Linked DNA regions of Sus scrofa: region 2 is linked to region 1. Evidence: chromatin contacts called from public Hi-C data. All regions are on one chromosome and are shown on one strand. Each heading gives the region's core, a stretch centred on a gene start, on an enhancer-like site or on the middle of the called end of the contact. The rest is flanking DNA. Distances are from core to core; before and after follow the strand shown. Region 1 has its middle 190 kb from the start of MAFB. Region 2 has its middle 31 kb from the start of MAFB.

The links. A called contact is a pair of places that touch in the nucleus more often than the background predicts.
Region 2: a Hi-C map of liver shows a contact between it and region 1, with 6 times the contacts expected there. The contact joins two enhancer-like sites. A contact is called at or near these places in 2 of 47 Hi-C or Micro-C datasets (both in liver) and 1 of 2 datasets of contacts at active chromatin or transcription factors (alveolar macrophages).

Annotation. Positions count from the first base shown.
Region 1 is chr17:43,215,159-43,220,426 of Sscrofa11.1, reverse strand. No RefSeq gene overlaps it. Among named protein-coding and RNA genes, the nearest start is that of MAFB, 190 kb to the left of the region's middle. Within about 2 kb of position 2,991, at least 1 of the 83 cell types and tissues checked has an H3K27ac peak or open chromatin away from gene starts, as enhancers often do. A contact at or near this core is called in liver, where this site is marked.
Region 2 is chr17:43,378,630-43,383,897 of Sscrofa11.1, reverse strand. No RefSeq gene overlaps it. Among named protein-coding and RNA genes, the nearest start is that of MAFB, 31 kb to the left of the region's middle. Within about 2 kb of position 2,982, at least 2 of the 83 cell types and tissues checked have an H3K27ac peak or open chromatin away from gene starts, as enhancers often do. A contact at or near this core is called in liver, where this site is marked.

The DNA of each region.
Region 1 (5,268 bases), core at 1,742-4,241:
ACTCTACATTCGGTCAATATTTATGTATCTAAACTCATCAACATCCTCAGCAGGACAAGGGCCTTTTATTAAACATGACACATTTTCTTTAGAAGGAAGCAGTGACTCGGGAGAGAAAAATGCCAAGAATGAAGCACCATGTGTATAAATCGTGCACGGACACTGGGGCAGTGTGTTCCACTGTGTCTGTCTAGAGGTTGAGTCTAGGGCTGCATCCTTAGAAAGGGAAAGAAGTGAATGTTATGGATAAGAAGCACCCGAAGAAAAGGCAGATCCTACAAAAAGATTTGGGATTGTGGAAAGCAGACCTCAGATCAGAGATAGTTCCTCTTTGAACTTTGCTCTTGTGAGATCAATATTCAGGGTGGGTTTAAGGGCTTCCAGGAAGAGGGGGGTCTATGTTTCATCTGGGGGTGCAGCATCATGAATATATGAATTGGTAGGCTTCTACAAGAAGGGGTCATGTACAGCCAAGGAACCACAGCTAGCTGCCAGCTTTCAGTGATATCATGTGACAATTCTGTTCTCTGAGATTGTTCAGTAAGGAGATAGCCCCTGAGGAAAGCAATGGATCCAGCTACATTCAGTAGGCACATCTTCCTTGATTCTACAGTTCACTTCCCGAAATGTGACCTAAAGATATAGGTTTATACGGCACATGTAGAAGGATTATTAACTGACTCCATGTCTGTGATAACAAATCCCTGGAAACAACCTCAATGTATTGGGAGCTTTTTAAGTTTAAGAAATGATGCATTTATAGATGCCTATAACTATAGCCATGGTAAAGAATAAAGACATTCACAGACTAATAGATTGGTTGTCGAGGGGAAGAAACAGAGGGCAGGTTGATAGAGGAGTTTTTGCAGGAATTTTCTCCCATGTTAAATGACAAAAAAAAAAGGCTGATAAAAATTCTGTGGTTAAGGGTCTTCTAAATAGTACTAGAGAATCTTTACAGACTTTGTAGAGGTAGTCTGGCAAAAATGTTTCCTCGTAGAAAGCTTTGTGCCATAGCCTTAGTCTGAGCTGTGTCTCACCTGCTGGGTGTTTTGGTTGCCCAGGGACTATCGTGCAAGAACCTGGCATGGATCCTGGCATTGTAGTGGGTCTCCATCTTTGCAGGAAGGAACTCCTTCAGGGATGACGTTTACCTTTGCACTTTCCCCTTGCTGAACAGTTCCAGTTCTCAGGAGAAACCTTATTCTGAGCCCAACTGCCTCTTTTTAAGCCCTAGTGGGAGCTCTGGCATGGCTCTGAATGAAGATCACTCCCCTGGGGAGTGCCAGTGCCCTGTTTGGATGCATAGATTCTCAATCTGCTCATCTCTCAGCTTCTCCGTAGCTCTGGCACTGACTCCAAATCTGAGAAGAACCTTCCATACTCTTGAGATCAGTTTTTCACAGAGCACACGGTCAGCCTGCTAATGCTTTCCGAGACCACTGAACACAGAGGCATCTAGCCTCATTTTCGTGAGTTTTCCATTGCTACATTTTTGGCCTCCTCCTCTAGTTCTGGAAAGTTCGAGGGACAGATCTTTAAAAAGGCTTATCTGACGGTCTCCAAGTTCAACGCTGTTGGCCATCTCAGCTCTGTTTTATGTTTTTTAATTAATTGTTACTCTCTGCTGCTTGTGCCTGAGGTGATTTTTTTTTTTTTTTAAACCACAAAGAGCAAGCCTAAGAAAGTTAAATAAATAAATACTAATGAACAGAGAAGTGAGGCCTGGCGAGGTTAATTGAGTTTCTGGGGCCACAAAGCCGTTGGAGAGCAGTTGTGGGCTCAGGGAGGGAAGCTGGTCTGGCCACCTCCTCTGTGCTCTGGCCACTTTGCCATGTTACTGCCCAAATAAGCGCCCACTTAGTAGCAGAGTTAGAAACGGAAGTCATTTTTTCAGCAATTTATTGGATCTTTTTTCCCACCCAGGAGTATTGATTTTTCTCTTGCCTCAGCTGGGGATGGAGCTGAAGAGAGGAGTCTTTTTGGGTGTGAACCCCGAGCCAGTGGGTGTTGTGCTTGAGTGCCAATGACCCCGAAGGCTTGCGGCAGGCTCCAGGAGCCCACCACCTCACCAGGATGGCTGGATTCAGTAAAAGCTCTGAAACACCATAAAACCCCAGCCCAGTGTGTTCATGGGTGAAGGAAGTTACACAGTACACATTACACTGTTCTTTTTTAAAAGAATTTTTTTAGGGCCACACCTGCAGCCTATGAACGTTCCCAAGCTAGGGGTCAAATCGGAGTTGCAGCTGCCAGCCTACGCCACAGCCACAGCAACCTACATCACAACTCACAGCAATGCTGGATCCTTAACCCACTGAGCGAGGCCAGGGGTGGAATCTGTGTCCTCACAGATACTAGTTGGGTTTGTTAACCGCTGAGCCACAAAGGGAACTCCCTACATTATAGTGTTCGAATCACATCATTTAATGAGAAACAAAATTGTGCTAGTTCCACAATTATGGTATGTTTCAGGGCTTGATTGTATGTACAGGATGGTGTATTTGGTTGAGTCCTTGAAAGTGACCAGAGATTTTCATTTCATGTATTTCCAGACCTTTCCCAATACAGTTGGGAAGCATCTAGAACTGTTAGGCTTATGGGTCGGGTGGAGAATCAACTTATACCACAAACAGCATCTCCTGGCTTTCAAAATAATGAGGAAACACTGGTGCCCCATGACTAGAGAGTGAAAGAGACTGAATAAATAAAACGAACATGACACAAATATCACGGCTTTTGATAGCCCCTGCACACACATCTGGCTTCAATTTGCCGGGATTTTCTCATTTGTTAAATTACAAAAAAAAAAAAAAAGAGCCAATAAAAATTCTGTGGTTAAAGGTCTCTTAAAAAGTACTAGAAAAGCAAGTTCACGGTCTTTGCCGCATTTGTTACTGATTATGGGCAAACATGGGGACAGCTATCGACCCTTGTGACTTGGATCTGGAACATGTTGATGAAATCTCAGGGACCCGGGCGTAGGTCACTTTCTGATGCCCGTGGAGCTTGGGCAGGGGAGATAGGGATGGACTGGTCCATGCCAGGGCCTCGTGTTTGGTATGAATCGCTTCATTAGGGTGACTGTTGCACATTGGGATCCACTCCAGGAAATGCCTCCAGTAGTTAAAAGCATGCCACCTAAGAACCGTCTTGTGGGAGGTAGCACGAGAAGTGAGAAAAGAGAGGAGGAAGGTGAGAAGGGAGGATGGATGAGACTCCTCTCCTGTGTCCCTGGTCTTGTTTCAGGTGTTTGGCAGCAGGACCAATGGTGACCTCATACCACTGACAGGCAGAAAGGCAGCTCATTTTAGGGACAGTCATTTTCTACTTACCCAGAACTACCAAAAGACTTCCATGCAAGTTTGTGCAGGTCTGGATAGTTGGCAGCAGTGTTTTTTGTTCATGCTCTGAAATCTTAACTCCAGTGAGAAAGACTGACCTATCTGTTGAGAAAGCAGTGTCGTCTGATACTAAGTTATTTTGCCATTCTTGCCTTCTTTCCTCCCTCCCTTCCTCCCGTCCTTCATTCCTATTAGCTTCCACATGTGCCTCACCAAGTGCTAAGTCCCCAAGAATACAAAAGAAAGAAGACTTAAAACTGTTCAGGAACTTTGTAGACCAGTGGGAAAGCTGTACAAGAAAATATACATCATTTGGGGTAGGTACTATCCTAGCTGAGCTTTCACAGAAGCAGGTGTAATAAAGGCTGCCTTGGTTGCGAATGATTTTGTCAAGGAGATAATGCTTGAAGTAGCCAGAGAAATGCACCAGGTGGAGGAGCTGGAGAGAGATTATTTTTGGTCAAAGGATATGGAACATTCAAGGCAAAGACACCTGAAATAGTCAAGGGGTTTGAGAAGGCAACAGGCTGACCATATGTAAACCAGTTTCTAATGAAGTGTCTTGATCATTCAGTCCAACCAACTCAATTCAGTAAATGCTTTTTGATTCCCATCTAGGGCTCTGTCCTGGAGTCTGGCATCCTTGGTGATGGTGGGGGTGAACAGAGACTCATAGGCAAGACCCAGATTGTGTCCAGGAGGGGTTTTGATGTTAGGAGAGGCGAAAGCACGAAGACCTCGAATGGTTAGTGCATCAGAGAGGCCCAAGGAGGTAACTATGGGAAACAGAGGAGAGAACAAGAGGTCCAGGAAGACTTCCTATAGAAGGATGAATTAGACTTGGACCCTGCACAATGGAAGACAGAAGAGGAGAATGTGTGAGCCAAAGAAGGGAAGTGGGCTATGGGAGTTTATTTCTGTTTGTTTATTTATTTATTTACTTATTCATTTACTTAGTTTGCTTTTTAGGGCTGCACTCGCGCCATGTGGAAGTTGCCAGACTAGGGGGCAAATTGGAGCTGCAGCTGCTGGCCTATGCCACAGCAGCACCAGATCCGAGCCACATCTGCAACCTACACCACAGCTCAACGGCAGTGCTGGATCCCTGACCCACTGAGTGAGGCCAGGGATCGAACCCGCCTCCTCATGGATACTAGTCAGATTTGTTTCCACTGTGCCACAAAGGAAACTCCTTATTCAAGTTTATCTTTACTGACAATTTACCTTCTCAAACCATCTCCAAACCAGGTTATGCCTCAGAATCCCCAGAAGGGGTTAAATAGAGATTGCTGGGACTCCCTTTCAGAAATTCAAATTTATTTTTATTTATTTATTTATTTAATCTAGGGCTGCACCCGCAGCATACAGGCTAAGGGTCTAATCAGAGCTATAGCTGGCCTATGCCAAAGCCACAGCAACGCCAGATCTGAGCCATGTCTGCAACCTATACTACAGCTCCTTAACCCACTGAGCCAGGCCAAGGATCGAACCTGCAACCTCATGGTTCCTAGTCAGATTTTTAACACTGAGCCATGACGGGAACTCCAGAAATTCAAATTTCAAGTGGAACACATTTCAGTAAAATCTCCAGGGCATTCTGACTCCCAGCACACAGGTGAGATTTCAACTGATGGGGTGCAATGATGGGCTTTGGGCTTGCACAGAAATGAGTTCTAAGCACAGTTTTGCTTTCTAATCATTTTGTCATTGTGGGCAGTATGCTTGAATGCTCTTAGCCTCACATTTCTTGTTTTCAAAAGTGACAATGAGAACCTAGGGAGTGGTAGTTAAAATAAATGAGATGATATTGGTCAGACTGCTAAAGGAATTTCTGGCCAAAAGTAGGTGGTGGATAAATCTGTTTTCTTCCTGTATTTGGTTTAGTAAAATGACTTTTTGTTTTAGGGAAGTAAAAATGCTCAGG
Region 2 (5,268 bases), core at 1,733-4,232, 160 kb before region 1:
CCCTTAAATATATTTTTATGGAGGTTGGAGTTCATGAAAGCAACAGCTCTTAGGTCCCAAGAAAGTCCTGATCCAGCCTGGGCTTTGACCTTCCTTCTCTGCAGGACAAAGTCCTAAGAGACAAAGGACTTAGGTGTTGGACTCACATGGAACTGGGGTCAAGCCCTGATTCTTTCTACCTGCTTCGTGATCCTGGCTAAGCCACTAGCTTCTCTGAGCCTCAGTTTCCTCATCTGTAAAATTAGATAACGAATGAAGGAATTCGAGTTCCCATCGTGGCTCAGCGGTTAAAGAATCTGACTAGCATCCATGAGGACGCAGGTCAATCCCTGGCCTTGTTCAGTGGGTTAAGGATCCAACATTGCCATGAGCTGTGGTGTAGGTCTCAGATGCGCCTTGGATCCTGTGTGGCTGTGGTTGTGGTGTAGGCCGGCAGCTATAGCACCGATTGGACCCCTAGCCTGAGAACCTCCATATGCCTCAAGTGCCACCCTAAAAAAAGCAAAAAAAAAAAAAAAAAAAAAAAAAAGAATGAAGGAAAGAATGAAAAGCCTTTAGCAAAGTTACCACTGAGCCCATAAAAAGCACCCAACCTATCAAAGCTATTAAAAAAAATTAAAATTAAAATTTAGGAGTTCCCGTCGTGGCGCAGTGGTTAACGAATCCGACTAGGAACCATGAGGTTGCGGGTTCGGTCCCTGTCCTTGCTCAGTGGGTTAACGATCCGGCGTTGCCGTGAGCTGTGGTGTAGGTTGCAGACGCGGCTCGGATCCCGCGTTGCTGTGGCTCTGGTGTAGGCCGGTGGCTACAGCTCCGATTCAACCCCTAGCCTGGGAACCTCCATATGCCGCGGGAGCGGCCCAAGAAATAGCAACAACAACAACAACAACAAAAAGACAAAAGACAAAAGAAAAAAAAAAAAAAAAGAAAATTTAAGGCTGTCAGCCTGGTATTCAAGACCATGCACTTAGCAGAGATATGCTGAGTGCCGGCTGTGGCTCAGGCTCTGTACTGGGCATGTGCCTGTTCCTCAGCCTCTGCAGATCCTGGTCCCTACCCCACCCATGTCTGAATCCCCATCACCTGACTCTCCATTCCCGGCTTACAGACCCTTGTGTAAGGGTCCAAAGCCCCTATCCTCCTTCACCTCCACTTTCTCATTTGCCATCAGATCCTAGGAATTCTCTTCTTCATCTGGTGAGGCAGCCCCACCTGGACCCAGTGGAGGTCAGCTGTCATCTCCCCACTTTTTGTTCACTGCAGGAGGAACTGCCCCAACCTTTGTTCCCCCCACATCCCAGGCCCCCAGCAGAGCCCATGTGGACACAAGAGCCCCTTGCTCCCCTCTTCTTCCACAGAGCCCCCTCTAAATTCAGCCCTGGATTTGTCTACTTTAACTTTTCCCTAACAATCTGCAGAAACGTGGGTCAGGCCATCTCTCATTTGAAATGTTGACAACTTCGGCTTCCTAATCAAATAAAAGCCTGTTTTCTATCTTATCCCTGCTGGAGACATCATGACTGATTGATTGATTGATTTAAAGAAATTAAAACATGTCACATATTTTATAAGCAACTTAACCACCCAGGCTGGAGCCTGGGTACCTGACATAAAGATTTCAGCTTTAAATGTGGAAATTAATAGTTTTCAATACCAAAATCAATATAAAGTATGAAAAGATGAATAATGAGCAAACATAATTTCTTTTCTCTTAAGTGACACTAAAAACCTCTGGAGTCCCAGATTTTTCTGTGGTGGCATACATGGTTTAACTTAGGAGAAAAGCACATTAAGTATTTATATATATATATTTATGTGCAAGTGAACCTAATAAATTGCTTACTCTCCATCCCCAAGACAGACCTCTTTGTTCCCACCTGTGCTCTTCCCTCTGCTTGAGATGCCTTCTCCGATCCTCTTGTAAGTGCCACAGGGCAGAAATCTTATATCCTTCACTGATGGATCCCAATCTCCTAAAAAAAGAGCCAGACACATACCAGGTACTTACTAAATATCTGGGAGAATGAATGGACAGCCTAGAAAACTCCTATCTATACCTCAAAACCTCAATCAAATGCCCTTGCTCTTTGTGCCACCCCCACTCACCCTGGAAGTGTCTGACACTGTAGTTCCCACACTGCTTTGTGTTGACTTCTATCTCTCTGCCAATCCAGGAGCATCGGTCCTTGGGCAGAGGCAGACGTGTGTTTTAATATTGTCTCTGACACTTCACTCACTCACTCAACAGATTTACTGGGCATGTGCCTCTTATGTGCCAGTCATTTAAATGGTGAGCAAAAACAGATGGGTGCCAGCCTTCCATGGAACCCTGTAGGCATGCTCATTAGCCTTCCCGAGCCTCAGTTTCCTCAGCTGCAACGTGGATAACACCTGTTTCCTTGGTGCTGGGTACATTAAACTGGAAGGCATGGCAGGCTCCTCCTTCCTGGCTGGACTCTGAGCTACTTTTCAGGGTGGGGGATGGTTCCCACTTACTTTCTCTTCCCTTGGGCACAGAGGAGGTGCCAGTAAATGTTGGCTGGTACTAGGATGGCTGAGCTGGTCTTTGTGCCTATCTCTGCAGTTCCCCCTCCCCCACACGGTCAGATCTGGCTTGGCCTGACTTCACAGGGTCTCCCAAGGTCCAGAAGCATCCTTGACCTCTGAACGGGCCAGTGCTAGGGACAAGCATGAGTGCCAGAAACTCAAGATTCCCAGCTCTGGAGGGTATGGGTTGCCCTGAGGCTGCACTTAGCAATCTCTAACCCCAAGTGGTGGAGGCCCAAGGCATGGTTCACTTTCAGCCAATTTCTTGGTATCTCTGGGGGCAGTGATGCAGAGCAGACCATAGAGTCGCCTCCATCCCACCCCCACTCCTGTGCCTCTGGCTGGCCATTTGCACTCCAATGACCTACATGTGACCAGAGAGCCATGGGCCCGCCCCCTTGAGCAAACAGCAGTGCATGCAAGCAGCGTTTGGCCTCAGGTCCAGACAAGGCCTGCCGGTCACTCGGGGCACCCACCTCTATTTGGAAGGGGTGGAGGGACACATGGACACCTGGGCACCTGGATTCTCACCCTAGCCCCAACCTCATGGCAGATCTTGTGCTCATTCCTTCTTGTATCTAGATCTCAGTTTCCCCATCTGTACCAGGGTCTGGCTGAGTGGTAAGAAAAGCAAGCCTTGGAAGTTTGTTAGTTCCTTTATTTTAATTCAATTTAATTTTTTTTTTTTGCCATTCCCAGGCTAGGGATCAAACCTGTGCCACAGCAGTGACCTAAGCCACGGTAGTGACAATGCTAGATCCTTAACTGTTAGGCCACCAGGGAACTCCTTTAGTCCCTTTATTTTGCTATCAAATTCTTGGGTTTAGGAATAGAACTACCATAGGATCCAGCAATCCCACTCCTGGGCATCTATCTGAAGAAAACCATAATTTAAAGAGATACATGCCCCACAATGTTCATTGTAGCACAGTTTACAATAGCCCAGACATGGAAGCAACCTAAATGTCCATCGACAGAGGAATGGGTAAAATAAGAGGTGGTACATATAGACTATTACTCAGCCATAAAAAAGAATGAAATAATGCCATTTGCAGCAATATGGATGGACCTAGACATTATCACACTAAACGATGTTAGTGAAAGACAAACATCATATGATATCACTTGTATGTGGAATCTGAAAAAAAAATACAAATGAACTTATTTGCAGAACAGAAACAGACTCACGGACTTTGAAAAACTTATGATTATCGAAGGGAACATGTAGTGGGGGGAGGGATGGACACGGGGTTGGATGGCCATATGCCTGCTGAGGTATATGGAATGACTGGCCCACAGGGACCTGCTGTCTAGCACAGAGCACTCTACCCAATATTCAGTGATGGGCTATGTGAGAAAAGGATCTGAAAGAGAATGGATGTATGTGCACATAAAACTGAATCACTTTGTTGTATAGCAGAAATTATCACAACCTTGTAAATCAACTATACGTCCATACAACTTCAAAAAATTTAAAAAAGAATTAAATGAAACATCCCATGTAACAGTACTACTAAGATGCTTGGTGTATAGTAAGTGTTCAATAAATGTTAGCTAATTTTTAAAAAAAGAATTCTTGGGTTTAGGGACAGAGAAGAATGTGTGAGCTCTCCAGATTTAGATTCTGCGCCCATTTCTTGTGCACCCACCATGTGCCAGCCTTAGCAATCTCTGGAACCACCTCCAAATTCATTTCATTCTGAGTTGCCAACTGCCCAACCTGCCATCTTCCTCAGGTCCCTCTAGGACTTCTCATACGCTTGGGGACCTCCAGGATTAAGAGTCCCTCATCCCAAAGAAGTAGAGTCTGACGAGTCGAGAGGGTGTGTGAAAGCCGAAACAGCCCAGGGAGCCTCACCTCTGGGAGATGGGTGTCTCCATCCTTAGAGGGCCCGTTAGAGGAGCAAGGTGGAATTCAACATGTGCGTATTATATGATTTTATTGGAAATTATGGCCTAATTTCCTATCTGCCAACTTACTTAAAAACTAAAAACTGGAGTTCCTATTTTGGTTCAGTGGGTTAAGAACACGGCCTGAGTTCAAATCCTGGTGCCGGCACTTGGCATCTTTGGGGTCTTGAGCGAGTTACTTACCTGAGCCTTTGTTTCCCTGAGTTTTCAGATACCTGAACAATGGATGTAATAGTACCTCATTGCTGGTGCTCTAGTGAAGATTTAGTGAGCCATAGGGAAGGTCTGATGCATGGGGCTGCCTTCTTTTATCACAATTCTCTTAGGTGTAGGATAGCCTTCAGCTCTCCATGAGTAGGAATGAATTCAACTTATATTCTTGGGCCAGTGGCTCTGCAAGGTTCTGAAGATACAGATGTGAGTGCAGACAGAGCCAGCAGTCCTTGGATGGGCCAGGGGTGGGGGGTGGGGGAAGGAGGCTGCTGGGGATTCCAAGTGGTGATCGGTGGGCCCATAGCACTCTCAGCGGAGTCTCGTTTGGTCTAACTCAGGCTGTATATTTACCAATGGCTCAGTGAAAGTCTGACAGCCTGCTGACTTCACTGGGATGATGACCAGAGATAAGAAAAACCCAGTTCAGGAAGAACTGGTGTGAACAAGGCAGAACGATGGCTTCTAGCTGGCTCCTGATACTGCCTCAGTCCTGTGTTAGGCGCTATTCGTGTGCAATCCCACTGACTTACCCTGATGGCTTTATGAGGTAGATACGTGCTTTGTCGCCACTTTAATAGATAGACACCGGGACTCGGA